3 separate regions of the Mus musculus genome follow, and regions 1 and 3 are each linked to region 2. The links are chromatin contacts, called in public HiCAR-type and promoter capture Hi-C maps. All regions are on one chromosome and are shown on one strand. The core of a region is the stretch at or near the end of the contact, and the rest is flanking DNA. Distances in the headings are between cores, read along the strand shown.

Region 1 (2,700 bases), core at 113-2,612, 2.4 Mb after region 2:
GTTTTTTCGTTTTGTTTTGTTTTTTGAGACAGGATTTCTCTGTGTAGCCTTGGTTGTCACGGAGCTCACTCTGTAGACCAGGCTGGCCCCGAACTCAGAAATCCACCTGCCTCTGCCTCCCAAGTGCTGGGATTAAAGGCATGAGCCACCACTGCCCAGCAATATCTAAATTCTTACATATACTTGATTGGATATGTTCTGGGTTTTCTATTCCACCCTGCTCACTGCTGTGTCTCTTTGGCTGCTAGTAAACGACTGACTTGTGAAAACTAGTAGTTTTATCCTTTAGAAAGTTTTTTTTTTCTCGTCTCATCACAAAATCAAAAGCAACATAAGAAACTCAAAATTGTTAAAACGCTGACGGTCGGGTTTGGCTTACGTTAAATTGATCAGGATATTCAGAGTTCGAGTTCTGGGAATTACCAATCTTTGACTCGAGAATATGGAACTATTTTCCCACTTCAAAATGCAGTAAAAACAAACCAACCAACCAAAACCATTCACACAGGTGTACGGCAGTGATAAGATGGATCCTGTATGTTAGTGGAAGAATTTTTAACCTTGAACAGAAACATTTCTCCTATTATGTATTTCTACAACATAAAACTTTCTTATATGTATGCAGAAAGTTAAAATGTTAGTTAACTCGCTTTACATTGCCAGTGAAGGGAACTGTCAGTGGATCAGAAACCAGCTGAAGTGTTTTTTGTTGCTGTCCTTGCTGTTCATACAGGTCAGGGCTTAGACCCCACTAAGACTTAGGCATTCAAAGCCAGGTGGGAAGAGTCAAGCTTCCTTAATGAAAGATAGACTCTCTGTCTTCCAGCCCCAAAGCCAGACAAGGTAGGTGCACGCTCCCCCACCAGCTTCGTCCCGCCCCGCTAACTGGCGGGCCATTTATTACCTGTCCTTCTTGTCTCTATCGTTCACGCCACTTTTTCCAAGGATAAGGATATGCTGCACTTTGGCTACATCTCCCACGCTTGCAGCCTTGTGGATCTTGCCCATATCCTTGTCGTGAATATGGTACCTGGGCACGTGGGAGCCACTAGCACTCTCGCGTCCAAAGCCCACGCAGTTGCTGCGCGGGCGGGCAGAGGGGCCTAAGGGCGATGGGCCCTTACTCCTGAAGCCAAAAATCTTCTTCATGGCAGAGGGTACGCCCCTCACAGGCACCTTCTTCCCCGCGCAACGTTGGCTGACAACACAACGCAGCTAGGGCACTTATTGAAAAGCCGGCCTAGACGCACGGGATCCCACCGGGAAAGACGCTGCATGGCCCGGCAGGTTTTTAAAGCACAATAATCGCCAAGCCGAGCTGCAAACTAGCAACCCGCGCCTTCTTGCTGCCGCGCATGCTCACACAGGCCCAGCAGCGACCAGTGCCCAGCACGCGTGCGCACGGCCAGGCTCCGCCTTCTTTGCTGTTCAGGAGGTCAGGGCGCTGCAACCTAGCGGGTTCTCTAACCCGGGGTTTAAGGCGGAGGTGGGCAGTGTGTTGTTTCCAGAGGCCCGGGTTAGCCTCGGTTTGGGCGTGATCGCTGCAAGGCTTCAACAGGAATGGGGGTCGCTCAGCAGCGTGGAACCCAGACCCAGTACTCCAGGACTGCGGGCATTGAGGGCGCCTGGCAGATGGGCGCAGAACCTTCTGGAGTCCGGCCTCCCTGCTTAGCTTTGGCCTTGTGTTTCAGTGGCAGTTAAACCTGTTGGGGAGCAAACCTATTGGACTCTAGGTAGGCGATAATCAAAAAGTAAACTACAAACAGCATGGATGGAATCGTGGCGTGGAAGAGTAAGGGAAGAGATTTTGTTAAGCTAAGTAGTTTGGGAATTAGTGCAATAAATGATCGTGTTTCACAGCCTAAAGAGTCAGTATATGAGTTAGACAAGCTGATGGGAGGTAAGAAGAAAAGGTTGTCTGCATTTGGGATCTGAATGAAACGATATGATGTGTGTAAATTTTTGGTTTTGGACCTGGAAAAAGTAATACTTAGTAAGCAGTTTTCCAGTGTAAGTGTTCACCTTGACGTTTTAAATTGTTAATAAATTTTGTCAATCTAAAGCCACAACTCACCTCAAAGGGAATAAAATACCGTTCGTGCCTAATAGGACCTCCAGTGGCCGCAGGAACTACCTCAAATTCAGGCTACCTCAAATCCTGTTTCATGTTCCAATTTTAATAGAAACGACAACAAATCAACCCACTTTTCAGATACGTCGGTGGGTACGTCAGGTAAGTGGGTTTTGTGTTAACACCCCTCAGATGGCAGTTGATGAATTTCTTACCCCCTTTGGCTGATGGAAGCTAGGAGTCCCAGTGGACATTCCAAAGGCTTTACCTCCTGGACATAAAGAAGCTAGGTCCCACGCACAGGAGAACACGATGGCTCAATGTGATTTGCTTCTGGACTTGCAACGTTCAAAACTTGCTACGGCAGTAGTTCAGATCAGTCAGTTCCTATGGTACAGCTTCTTTTTTTTTTTAATTTTTAATTTTTTATTAGATATTTTCTTTACATTTCGAATGTTATCAGCTTTCCTATCCTACCCCCTCCCCCTGCTCCCCAACCCACAGGAATCCCACTTCTGCAGTGTGGATCTGTAATACATGCTGTACTCAATGGAATGATTCCACAGGTTTTTGATTTGACTATATCTTTTGTAATAAAAATTGAAATAAATTCTATTGCTAATTTTATC
Region 2 (2,700 bases), core at 188-2,687:
TCTCTACTAGCCAGAGAGTGGGTGTGTAAGTTCAAAAAACACAACCAATTCTGTTGGTGGAGGGCAAGGTACTGTTGATCTAAAATCCCACCTCTAAGTATCTCTGTTACGAGACACTGATAAAACTACCACCCACTCACAATTTCAGTCTCAATCTGTAAATGAAAGTTGGGGGGTAAGACCCCAGGTCCTGGAGGATTTTATATCTTACCATTTCTATTAAGGTTTTCCTCCAAGCTTTGTGACAATTTCTTTATGCAAATTCTATACACTCAAAGACAAAGGTTTAGTTTAATTTCTAAAATTTAAGATACAGGACAGGGAGAGGAACAAATCAAACTTGTGCTATATTCTAAAGTTGTTACCTGCTTTTTCAATCTTGGGGTTTTTACTGTGTTTGTTTTCTTTCTATTTTTCTTTTTTCCTTAAAAGAAAAGCCAATTTAGGAATTCCAGGGACGCATGTGCACATGGATCTTTTGACAACTATGTCAGGCTATGACAACAACCATTTTAGAAGGGGTGCATGGTAGTCGTTTTTTTTTTTTTTCCAATAAAACCTAAGCCTGGACATTGGTTATGATCTATGAAGACTAAGGTAAAACGTGACACCAGAGCACAGAGAGATATTCTCCAAGAGCTCAAGTGGGCTACCTCCAGAAGCCCCAGCAGCAGATCCAGTAGGGGAACCTCCATCAACGCTGTCCAGGGATGGAGTGGGACAGACACTGAATCACTGGACCAACACCGTCCACACTTTGGCTGAGGCTGAAATCTCAGGTTTTGTAGCGAAATGCATCTCACTGCGGGCCCCCTGCTCTCCACAAAAAGGGTTAATAAAGGGCATCCTAACCACCTAGACTCCCATCTCACCTATTCTTCGCAGGACAGCGGGTTTCCTCCTCCAAGTTAAACCACGAGTTCAAAATCAAAACAAAAGGTGCAAGACTGGTTTCAGGTGGCAAGGGCTGACTTTCGGTGGCCAACTTATGGGTACCGCAGGGCCGGACGAGGGAGGACTCTCAGACCTCGGCTAGCCAGGAGGCCTTGGGCCTGGGCGCGAGTCCTCACACGCCCCTCGCTCAGCTCTGCCCAAAGGAGAGCGGGGGAGAGTGCCCGAGCGGGGGCGGGGGCGGGGGTTGTCCCAATGACAGGCAGAAGGCCCGGAGACGCGGGGTCCGGCCGGAGGCCCGGGGCTTCGGCGCCGCCAGAGCGACCAGAGGTCCGATCCGCGCCAGGCCTCGAGGAGGCCCCGCGACCGCGACGGGCCGCGCTAAAGAGATCGCCCGTCCCCACCCACGGCCTGGGCCAGTCCTACTCACCGGTGGAGAGACGACGGACAGCCGGCGTCTCCGCCAGCGCCGCGGCTCGGTCTCCAGCGCCGGCTCCTGCAGCTGCCGCCGCCGCGCCCGGTCCATCCCCACCCCGACCACCCCCCCCTCCCGGCCCGCCCCCCGCGCCGCCTCAGCCGCTGCCGCCGCCGCCTCCGCCGCCGCTGCCACGGCCCCGGCGCGCGAGCGCGAACCAGCGCGAGGGAACGACAGCTAGAACGAGAACGCGCACCCCGTCGCCACAGCCGCCCACAACCTCCGCCTCCCGCCGACAGCGCATGCGCAAGGCGGTGCCGAGCGGGACCGCGCACGCCGTGGGGGCGTGACCCGACCCAGAGGTGTAGCCACGCCTCAGGCCCACCCCCCCACGCGGGCGCAGGTCAAGTAAGCGGAGGCGCTGCAGGTGGTGCGGCATCCTCCGCCAGAGTTTTTCCTGACCGTTCCTGCAGTTCAGACGCTGAAGCATTTCAGCATCTCGGCTCTTCGACTCCTCGGCTTGTCGTTCTTTAGCCTCTCAACCCCTCGGACCGTGGGCTCTTCAGCTTCTCGGCTCTTCCACCTCTGGACCCCACGTATCCTCAGCCCCTTTCTCTGCTTTTCGGGTGCCCTCAGAGCCTCAGTAACTCAGGCCAGCTGTCCTGCTAAACAGGCTAAAGCTAATTTCTGGGACCCACTCCTCCGAGTCGCACAATTCTCTCTACCTTGACTCCCAGGGCCTTCCAACTAGGGACTGGCTTTAGGTCAATGACAAAACCCCTAGTAGCTCATCTCTTTAATTATCGGGATGTCTCTAACTCAGTCGTCCGTCACTAAGATGGCAAAGCTTCTTCCGGTATTGGAGGATCTGTGAGTGGAAAACGGTAATAAACAGAGTCCATTGGCTCGTGAAGTTTGAAAGCTGATGGAGACCAAATGGGCGAAATGTAGTTGGGGATGATGGAGCTACAGTCCAATTTAACAATCCTTAAGTTGCAAAGAGTGCACTGGGGTGAGGACACGGCCTGGCCAGAAGGGGAGCTAAGGGGCTACTGGTCAGGGTGCTGCAGTCAGGACCTAGACTGCACGTGAAAAGAGGTAGATAAAAAAGGTTTGGGACTTCTGAGAGTTTCAGGAAGCCTTTGAGCTTTTCTTCAGCCGTGGTTGCAGGGCTAGGAACTTGATTATTATGTCTGATTTTAAATTATTATGCAGCCATGTGAAAAGTGGCCTGGGTGAGGGAGGTCATTCAGGAAGCAACTGGCAAGATGGTGAAAGCAAGGACGCAGTGTGCTCATAGAGAAAAACATTGGGAGTAAAATGGATATACATTTTGATAAATTAAAGGAAAGGTGAAGGAGAAGGAGGTGGCAGGGTTGACTCAGATTGGAGGG
Region 3 (2,700 bases), core at 158-2,657, 2.9 Mb before region 2:
CCTCTTGAGTGCTGCGATTACTGGTTTATTCTGAATTTTCTGGATGAGTATAATAGCTTGTATTTTCTTTGTGCATGCGAATCTTATACAACAGACACTGTATTAGGCAATTTACAGTCTTCAACTCTCTTAATCCTTATCATAACCCCGGGACAGAGGGACTATATATTATCCCCATTTAATAATGAGAAACTCCGCTGCAATAAGCCATTTCTTTATAGAAACCACCGATTTTACGCCAGACCCCCCCTTTTGACCAGGAAACAACTTGGAGTGCTGGTTTTATTGGCATTTCTCGGGGGAAACGTGTCATAAGAAAACGTGCACTTTAGGGAGCTGAATACCAAGTCCGCATGAAAATAAACCGCGTTCTCAGTGACTCTAGCATCTTGGAAGACTATCATACTCTTCAGTGACAAAACTACAAGCACTGCTTGACAATGATGATCCCTGACATCCAAATTCTCTGAAACCCCCAGGAACTGACAGAATTTTCGAGTTCCAGGTTTACAATTGAAGAACCCAAAGAAGAATTTCCCACGATCACACTTGAGGTGTCAGTCATATTCAATGGGCTGTGTGTTTTGATACCGTCTTCCAATCAGCTACCGGTAACCTTGTAGTCCAGCGCTGCCAATCTGAGTCCTACAGTTTTACTGGAATGCACTGGAACCTCCCCAAACTCAGTTCCCTCATTAGGGCCACGCCTCGTCACCCTTCAGTCTCACATTTCAGCGGAAGCCCCGCCCCTTACGTTCCTAAGTCCCGCCCTTACCCTGCAGCACTGTGGTGCGCTTTCCCAGCTGTAGCTTCATCCCTAGTTTAGCTCCACCTTCCAGGCTTACCCAAAGCTCCGCCCTTCGTTACTTGGGCCCCTCGGGCCCACTCTTCCGGCTGCGGTCGTCGCATCAGGGCACCGCTTTCCCGCAGCTCCACCCCCTAAACACAAGCCCCTCCCGCGCCGGCCTAGTCTTCCCACGTCGCCCCGCCCCTGACCATATCTGCGGGCCTCTGCGGCTCCCTTGCGTTCGTCCGGCTCTAGGCCCTGCCCTCAACTCCGCCCCACCCGGCGCTCCCGCCCCGTTCCTCCCAGTCGCCTTCCTCGGAGACCAAGGCCAGGTCCCTACCGCAGCAGTCGCGCCAGCAGGAGGGAGGGAGCAGGCGGCGGCAGAGGGGGAGGGGAGAAGGGCGGGCTCCTCACGCCCAGCCTCGCGCTGCCTGTCCGTAGTCGCAGATTCGCCACAAACGGCCCGAGGACTCAGACTCCCCAAAACTGAGCTTTCGCTCGCCAGAAACTCCACTTAGAACATGGAGGCGCTTGCTGAGCCCTTTAAGGTGTCCAGAGATCTTTTTCAGACCGACAGGTTGGTCTCAAGCTCCTCAGTAGACCGGCGAGGAACCGTGGCGAAAGTGCGTCTATACAGCGCCACGGGACCACGTTTACCCTGGCGGACGCCGTCGCCGTCGCTGCTGCTGCCGCCGCTGCCACAGCCTTTGCCGCCACGGTCTCGCCGCTGCTGTTCCTGTGCCGCCTCCAGGAGCCCCCCCATTGTCCCGGCGGCACCGGGTTCCCAGGCCAGAAGATCCAAAAGCTCGGGAAACGCGAAGGTGCTTGCGGAATTGCGACGCTGGGGCACCGGCGGGACCAGGAGTGGCAGGGGTCAGCGCGGGAAGCCGGGGGAGCCGGGCCAGAGAGTGCGGGGCAGGAGCCGGGGCGGCCAGCTTCGCTTCCGAGAGTTCGGGTTTCCCCTTCTCGGCCCGTCTCTCATCGCCGGCCTCCCACACGGGGTTGGAGCCCCGGCGGGCGCCCCCGGCGATGAGCCCAGACTGGAGGTGGCCGGTGAGTACGGGCCGGGGCCGGGAGGTAGTGCCAGTGGAGAAGGGGCAGCCCTGGCGAGGCGCCTTAGGCTCCTCCTGAGCCCCTGGAGCAGGGAGAATTGACATGCCATTCGTTCGTGGGGAGCGTCCGCGGCAGCAGTGTTCCCTTTGAGGCTGCCTGGGCCAGAGGCAGAAGGGAAACCTTGTTTGACTTGTTACACTTTGACAAAAGGGAAGCGGCGCAGCATCCGGGAGATTGGGCTCTAGCCCCGCGGGCCTTGTCCCACCCCTTACCCCTTACTTCCTTCTGCTCCTGGAGTTCCCGGGAGTAGGTGCTTCCGCCATATCCAAGGGCCCCAGGGCTTTCAGAGCTAAGTTCTGGACACCTTCGTGCCTCTGACGCCAGGTCCCTTGGGGCACTGTGCTAGTTCGGGAACCAGGGCAGCAAAGCCAGAACGGCAGCGTTCACCAGGGACCCGGCTTGGAAAGTGTTGAGCTTGTTTGTACCTATAATTGGTTTTGTGTTTAAAGGCACAGCAGCAGGTAGGAAATAGAAGTGAGTTGGAATTGAATGTGTAGCTTGGCTGACTTGCTGTCGATAGATGGACGAGAGCTGCCCATTCTTGTAGTTAAGCCTCAGGAGAAGGAAGGAAAGGCTGAGAGTTAGTGTTTGTCAGGGAGGTTAGGCAGGCCCTGCATTGGTGGTCCTAGGCACTAGTTCAAACTAGTCCTGAGAGAAATTGGAGCGGTACCAGACTAAGCTGGGCTCCCTGGGGTTTGGTGCCATCTGCTGTCTCTACTCACCCAGAAACTGAGGTGGGGGAGGGTTAGCCTTTGAGAACCTTGGAACATAATGCCTAGATTTTTGTGATCATGTTTGTG

What was found. Promoter capture Hi-C pulls out the DNA fragments that hold promoters and counts their contacts. HiCAR-type assays count read pairs that join an accessible place to other places.
Region 1: a contact with region 2 is called in a promoter capture Hi-C map of pre-B cells, with 5 times the contacts expected there. The contact joins the promoter of Ankrd26 here to the promoter of Tmcc1 in region 2. A contact is called at or near these places in 3 of 39 promoter capture datasets (3T3-L1-derived adipocytes, hippocampal neurons and pre-B cells) and 1 of 115 datasets of contacts at active chromatin or transcription factors (astrocytes).
Region 3: a contact with region 2 is called in a HiCAR-type map of astrocytes, with 5 times the contacts expected there. The contact joins the promoter of Brpf1 here to the promoter of Tmcc1 in region 2. A contact is called at or near these places in 1 of 39 promoter capture datasets (pre-B cells) and 1 of 115 datasets of contacts at active chromatin or transcription factors (astrocytes).

The regions. Positions count from the first base shown.
Region 1 is chr6:118,560,909-118,563,608 of GRCm38.p6, forward strand. Ankrd26 (ankyrin repeat domain 26) reads right to left here and starts at 1,363. Exons shown (of 34, transcript NM_001081112.2): 1 at 905-1,363. The coding sequence starts at 1,149.
Region 2 is chr6:116,191,937-116,194,636 of GRCm38.p6, forward strand. It overlaps Tmcc1 (transmembrane and coiled coil domains 1), which reads right to left and starts at 1,438. Exons shown (of 6, transcript NM_177412.1): 1 at 1,322-1,438.
Region 3 is chr6:113,305,730-113,308,429 of GRCm38.p6, forward strand. Brpf1 (bromodomain and PHD finger containing, 1) reads left to right here and starts at 1,408. Exons shown (of 13, transcript NM_030178.2): 1 at 1,408-1,608.